2 separate regions of the Muntiacus reevesi genome follow, and region 1 is linked to region 2. The links are chromatin contacts, called in public Hi-C maps. All regions are on one chromosome and are shown on one strand. The core of a region is the stretch at or near the end of the contact, and the rest is flanking DNA. Distances in the headings are between cores, read along the strand shown.

What was found. A called contact is a pair of places that touch in the nucleus more often than the background predicts.
Region 1: a Hi-C map of muscle shows a contact between it and region 2, with 5 times the contacts expected there. The contact joins the promoter of PRUNE1 here to the promoter of PSMD4 in region 2. A contact is called at or near these places in 2 of 3 Hi-C or Micro-C datasets (blood and muscle).

The regions. Positions count from the first base shown.
Region 1 is chr1:82,305,170-82,308,348 of mMunRee1.1, reverse strand. PRUNE1 (prune exopolyphosphatase 1) reads left to right here and starts at 1,874. Exons shown (of 8, transcript XM_065904661.1): 1 at 1,874-1,999. It overlaps MINDY1 (MINDY lysine 48 deubiquitinase 1), which reads right to left and starts at 2,278. Exons shown (of 10, transcript XM_065904640.1): 1 at 1,400-2,278.
Region 2 is chr1:82,111,061-82,114,171 of mMunRee1.1, reverse strand. It overlaps PSMD4 (proteasome 26S subunit ubiquitin receptor, non-ATPase 4), which reads left to right and starts at 1,280. Exons shown (of 10, transcript XM_065904431.1): 1 at 1,280-1,390. The coding sequence starts at 1,365.

The DNA.
Region 1 (3,179 bases), core at 625-3,124, 190 kb before region 2:
TCCCTCTACATTCATCTATCTGTGCAAATCTTCTTTCAATCTATTCCCATCTAGGTCATTTTAAATGTCAACTCAGGACCTGTTTAACCTGCTCTCTACCAGCACTAAGCATAGACATTTAACTAACACCATGGATAGTAGATGATAAAAAACCACAAACCCTGCCTCCTGGAAAATATCTCCCTTCAACCTCCTTGCTCCCCTCTCCACCTTGGTCAGGGTGAGAAAGGCAGAGAAATAAACTTGTTAGAAACCTTTTCTCTTGCTTCCTCCTAACCTGAGACTATGCTTCCTTTCGCAATCAGGTAAATCAGGAATTTAGAGCTAAGGTAAAGCCTCGGAAGTGAAGTTGAGTAATGAGTAAAAGTCAGGGAAATAAGACTAGTCACCCAAATTGATCACCCTTCTGATTAAAATATAATCTATGCTAGCTGCATCTCAATTCCATGTATTTAATTTAGAATCGGAGTAGCAAAATTTGCCCGCAGGCCTTACACTTTTTAAAAAAAATCTCTCTCCTTTTTTCCTTCCTTCCCAAATGTCATTTAGGATGAGCCTCAGAGGCAGAAAGCAGAGCCTGGGACAATTTTTTAAAAGTTTGGAGAAAAACAGGGCTTACTTCTTATCTTTTCTATCCAAATGCCACAAATGGTCTATAATTAAGTGGGGGTTGGGCAATCTGGTGAACCAAAAGAACCCAGAACTGGACTACCAGAGGAAACTGGGTCTCAGAGAAACTGGGTTGAAAGCTAAGTGGGCTAATTCTTCAGAAGAGGGGAAGGAAGTGTAACTGGAAGAGTTCCAGGCTACAGGGTCCACACCTGGTGGAGTGGGCATGGAGTACTTGAGAGCAGAATGCATTCTGAGACTCTCAGGTACTTAAACAAGGAATTCATTCCTTCCCTCTTAACTAAATCCTACACTTTCTGGAATCATCCTCTGGTGGCAGACAGGGGAGGTAAAACAGCCCCTGCCCCTCCCTAGCCAGTAGCAATAAATAGCCAGAAGTTGGAAGAATCTCAGGAATCAGGTCTGTAGCTTCAAGAAGACACTTCCCCCTCCCACCTCTGCTCCCCAGGAACTTTACTCTCCCTTCAAGTGCGTAGGGTTCCATTCCAATCTCCCTCTCCCTCTGACCCAAATCTTCATGCAACTAATGGTTTAGATTTTCCCCTCAGAATAAGTCCGCCACAGTGCCCTGTCTACTTGTTAGCAAGGGAGACGGGGAAGGTGTAATTAAAAGGGGGAAAGGTAGCATCTCTTTTACTTACTCCTGCCTGAGCGCCTCTAGAAATCCAGACTTAGACAGACCCAGGGTGGGAGGATAGGCAGGGTCACCTCCCCAAAGCTAGAGAGGGAAAGGAAAAAAGCTGAAGGAAATGGTTAAGACAGTTTTTACCTTAAAGAAGTGGGGGCTGTTCCAGGACTTAGAAAGAGGGTTCAACTCCGGGACTGCGGTGAGGGAGGTGGGCTCTGACAGGGGCGCCGCCAGTCCCGGCCGCCTCCCAGCTGTCAACGCCAGAGTCTACACAGGTTTACCCAGGTTTACGAGCGGCGGTCCCGGCTGGCTCGTGGCTACTTCCGGGCTCACGCCCACGACCGGGGGGCCCTGGAGAAGGGTGCAGCCAGGCAGGGGTGCAGCCCAGGTGCGCCCAGATCGCTCAGAGCGTCTTCAGGATCTGAGTCGCCGAGTCTAGGGCGCGCGCTCCAGGCCCCGTCTACAAGCGCTGGTTTTCAAAGGAAGTTTGTGGTTTTTCTTTTTTGTTCTTTCTCTCTCTCTCTTTTTTCCCCCATCGGGACAAAGAAAAATCAGTCAAGGACAAGCTTCCCGAAGGAGGAGGAGCCTGCCCGGCACTGGCGGATTTCCATTCGGGCTTTCTGACCTGGTCAGCAGCTTAGTGATCAGCAGTGAGGGAGAGAAACAAGGAGAGAAAAACAACAGACCCTTTCTCTTCTCTCCGCCTGCCGCTGGAAGGGATGGAGCACTTGTGCCTCTCTGGTGAGACTAGGGAAGAGCAAGGGCCCTGGCTGAGCTGGGAGGAGCAGGGCTGGACCGAAGCTTGTTGGATCTCCCTGGGTGCGGCAGTCCTCTGCCCTGCCTCCCAAAAACAGGGCCAAAGAGTCTGATATTTTCATATTTATTCATTTAAAGTGAAAAAAATCCTGATCCTTTCGAAGTCCGTACTGTATCATTTTTTCTTTTTTTTAGTTAAGAAATGAAACCGGTGGGGCTGCACCCTGGTAATGCAAAAGGTGCGGAAGAAGCAGCGAGTGAAGCAAGCAGAAAACTAGCTGAGCAAGCAGGGGATTCCATACCCCTGTGCTCTGGTCCTTGTTACCCCCACAGGCCTCAGCTTCTCATCCATCACTTCCCCTCAATTCCTAGCTTGATGAGGAGGAAAAACTGGTGTGAGGCTGGCTGCAGAAAAAAAAAAAAAAGGGACGGATTCATAAGTGAGGGAACATTTGATGGTGAGAGTACATTTACATGCAGTACGCTGCACTCCTCTGGGGCTGGAAGGTGGCAGTTAAAGGAGGTTGGAACCCAACTCTACATTCTTAAAGGCCTTCCAAGCTCTACTCACAGGGCTACGGCAGGATGAAACTTCAAGCAACTCCGCAGGCTGAAAGGGCAGTTGGGACAACTGGGAGGCAGGGCGTATAGACCCCAGGTTACAACAGACCGGGGAAGAATGAGACGTTTTGCCAAATGGCTACAGAGTTGTAAAAGAAGCAGCAGGAGTTGGCAAGAGACTATAGGTATTAAGTAAAGAAGAGAGGTCAGAGATTATTAAAATTTTTTTATAACAAGGAAGACCACATAATGTGTTAGTTTGGTAAGGAAGAGAATTCAAGAAAGACGAAGAGTTGTTTTTGCCCAGTGGAATTTTAGATGTCAACCAGGTGGTCGATATAATTTATGGAAAGACGCTATACTTAGCCTGACTCAAGAGGGAAAGTTCAGAAGCCACAAAGATAGATTATATGACACATACACATTTGTGAACTCGGATAATTCTCCTTCCCGCAATTCTTGGGGGCCATAGCGGAGCTGCGGGACTACATTTCCCAGGATGCCTCCGCACCACTCCCCACTTCGCGCCTCCCGTGAGTCTCTGGGCACAGAACTTGGCCTCCGCCGCTGGGGGCGGGGTAACGGCGGACTCCCGGGGCGCCCG
Region 2 (3,111 bases), core at 31-2,530:
GAGATTGACACCTTTCTTGCCCTTAATGGGGAGCTTCCCTGGTGGCTCAGATGGTAAAGAACCTGCTTGCAGTGCAGGAGATTGGGTCGATCCCTGGGTTGGGGAAGATCCCCTGCAGAAGGAAATGGCCACCCACTCCAGTATTCTTGCCTGAAGAATTCCGTGGCGTGGACAGAGAAGCCTGGCGGGCTACAATCCATGGGGTCGCAAAGAGTGGGACACGACTGATAGACTAACACTTTCACTTGCTTTTGCCCTTGATGAAATGGGAAAGACAACTACACAAACAAATGCAATTCAGAGGCTTAAGGGCTTAGCTGTTTGATGTGCCATGGGGAACCGGGGGAGCTGGAAAGTCAGTAGTCATCCCACCACTTTTTAAAAACGATGATACTGAAGCGACCTGAGCTGACCCTTGAAAATGGTGAGCTATTCACTTGACCCAGAAAACCCCACAAAATCATGCAAATCAAGAGGTTCAAATCTTCGTGTTCACTTTAAGAACACTCGTGAGACTGCCCAGGCCATAAAGGGTATGCATATCCAAAAAACCACCAAGCATCTGAAGGATGTCACTTTAAAGAAGCAATGTGTGCCATTCCGTCGTTACAATGGTGGAGTTGGTAGGTGTGCATAGGCCAAACAGTGGGGCTGGACGCAGGGTCGGTGGCCCAAAAAGAGTGCTGAATTTTTACTACACATGCTCAAAAATGCAGAGAGTAATGCTGAATTTAAGGGCTTAAATGTAGATTCTCTGGTCATTGAGCACATCCAAGTGAACAAAGCCCCCAAGATGCGGCGCAGGACTTACAGAGCTCACGGTGGGATCAACCCCTACATGAGCTCTCCCTGCCACATTGAGATGATCCTTACTGAAAAAGAACAGATTGTTCCTAAACCAGAAGAGGAGGTTCCACAGAAGAAAAAGATATCCCAGAAGAAACTGAAGAAACAAAAACTTATGGCCCGGGAACAAATGCCGCAGAAAATAAATGCAAATAAAAGTAAAAAATAAAATAAAATAAAAACGATGATACTGGAATAGACATAGCCTCAGCACTTTCAGAAGTTCCTTCACATTTTCTCTTAGATCTCGGCAAGGAACGCCACCAGAAAGCCTGAATGGCAGGGCAGGTGGAGGTGTGGCCCTCTTTTTTGTTACTTGGCCCCTCCCTCCGCCCCAAACAGCGCCTACTTTTTTTTTTTCTGGCGGCGCCTACAACTCCCAGAAAGCAACACGGGGATGAGGGCGGAACCTGCTGGCCCAGTCGAGATCAGTGATTGGTGATGCGCGCCAGGCCAATTGGAGGAGTTGTTGTTAGGTGGTCCAGGAGAACCGGTCCGGGAGGGAGGAAGGAGGCACGATGGTGTTGGAAAGCACTATGGTTTGGTGAGGCGCCGCCTCGGGCCCCCTTGGGGAGCGGGACTGGGTCTGGGGCGCCTGTAGCTCGGAGGCCGGGTGGGCCTGGGGTGGGGGAGGGAGCCTGACGGAAGAGATGAGGCCTTGGGCCGGGAGGAAAGGAGCTCCAGCGACTCCCTGAGTCATCCCGGGGCCCCAGAGGTAGTTCCCGACTGACGGGCCCGAGGTACCCCCCTTAACCCTCAGTCCGCGGACAGTCATGGACCGGCCCTGCTATTTTTCTCCTTTAGCGTCGTCTTCTCCAGACCAGCCTACATCTGTCTTTAGCTAGAGTCCTGCTTCTCGGACTCACCATGATAGTCTTCTGCCTTCCTCTCAAAATGATGGGTGTTAGTTAGGAAGAGAGTTTCAAATCGCTTCCTCGCCCCATTCGCTCGTCACTGACTCCTTTGCTTTTCCTGGTGTTACCGTCAAAGGCACTAGAAGAGTACTTTATAAGTGTTTGTGGCAAAAAAGAAAGGAAAAAAAAAAGTGTTTGTGGCGAAGTCGTGTCGGACTCTTGGCGATTCCATGGACTGTAGCCCGCTAGGCACCTCTGTCCCTGGGATTTTCCAGGCAAGAATCCTGGAGTGGTTTGCCATTTCCTTCTCCAGAGGATCTTCCCGACCCTGGGATCGAATGTGGGTTTCCTGTACTGCAGGCAGATTGTTTACCGACTAAGCTACCTTCTAAATGTTAGGCATTTAATTTGCTTCATCTCACTTAAGCCTCACGATACTCCCTGCCTTTTACAGATGAGGATACCGCGTCTCGGCAGTTTTAAATGACTTACACAAAATCACACAGCCGATTAAGTGGTGGAGCCTAGGTTTAAACCCTGGATTATCAGACTCAAAGACGCTTGGGCTCTTACCCAGTGAGCTCTCTGTCTTCATCAGTCTCAGACTTGGCTGAGTAGCTGTTAGGAACTGAGGACCACACTTTTGCAAGGTTTCAAGAGTTTCTTTTAAGTGTGAGCCTAGAATGAAAACAGAATAGTACACAGACACACACAAGTCTCCAATTGCATGGAACAGACACCTGACGGTTTTCTTTTTTCTGGGAAGATACTGTTGCCAGATAACACACAGGATGCCCAGTAAAATTTGAATTTCAGATAAACAATTATTTTTAATACCAAAATGGCTTTGCATGGGACATACTTTCACTAAAAAGTTGCTGTTGTTTGTCTGAAATTCAGATTTAACTGGGAGTCCTGTATTTTCTCTTATTTATTTATTTTTGGCTGTGCCGGGTCTTCATTGCTTTTGCCTGGGCTTTCTGTAGTTGCTGGGAGTGGGGGTACTGTTTGTTGTGGTGAGGGTTTGCAGGGTTCTCATTTCTGTGGCTTTTTGTTGAGGAACACAGGCTCTAGGCGCTGGAGCTTCAGTAGTTGTGGCACACAGGCTCGGTAGTTGCAGCTCACTCGGGCTTAGTTGCTCTGTAGCATGTGGGATCTTCCCAGACCGGGGATCGAACCCACGTCCTCTGCATTGGCAGGCGAACTCTTTACCACTGTGTCACCAGGGAATTCTGAGAGCCCTGAATTTTCATTTGCTAAATATGGCAACCTCTGGGAGAAAGCAAGTTAAGAGTAGAAAGAGGACAGGATTTGGAATTCAAAAACCTGTGTTTTGGGTACTTTCCAGCTGCATGTTCTTGAGAACGTAGTAAATCTCTCACTTTACCTATAAAATGAGAATATAATAGTA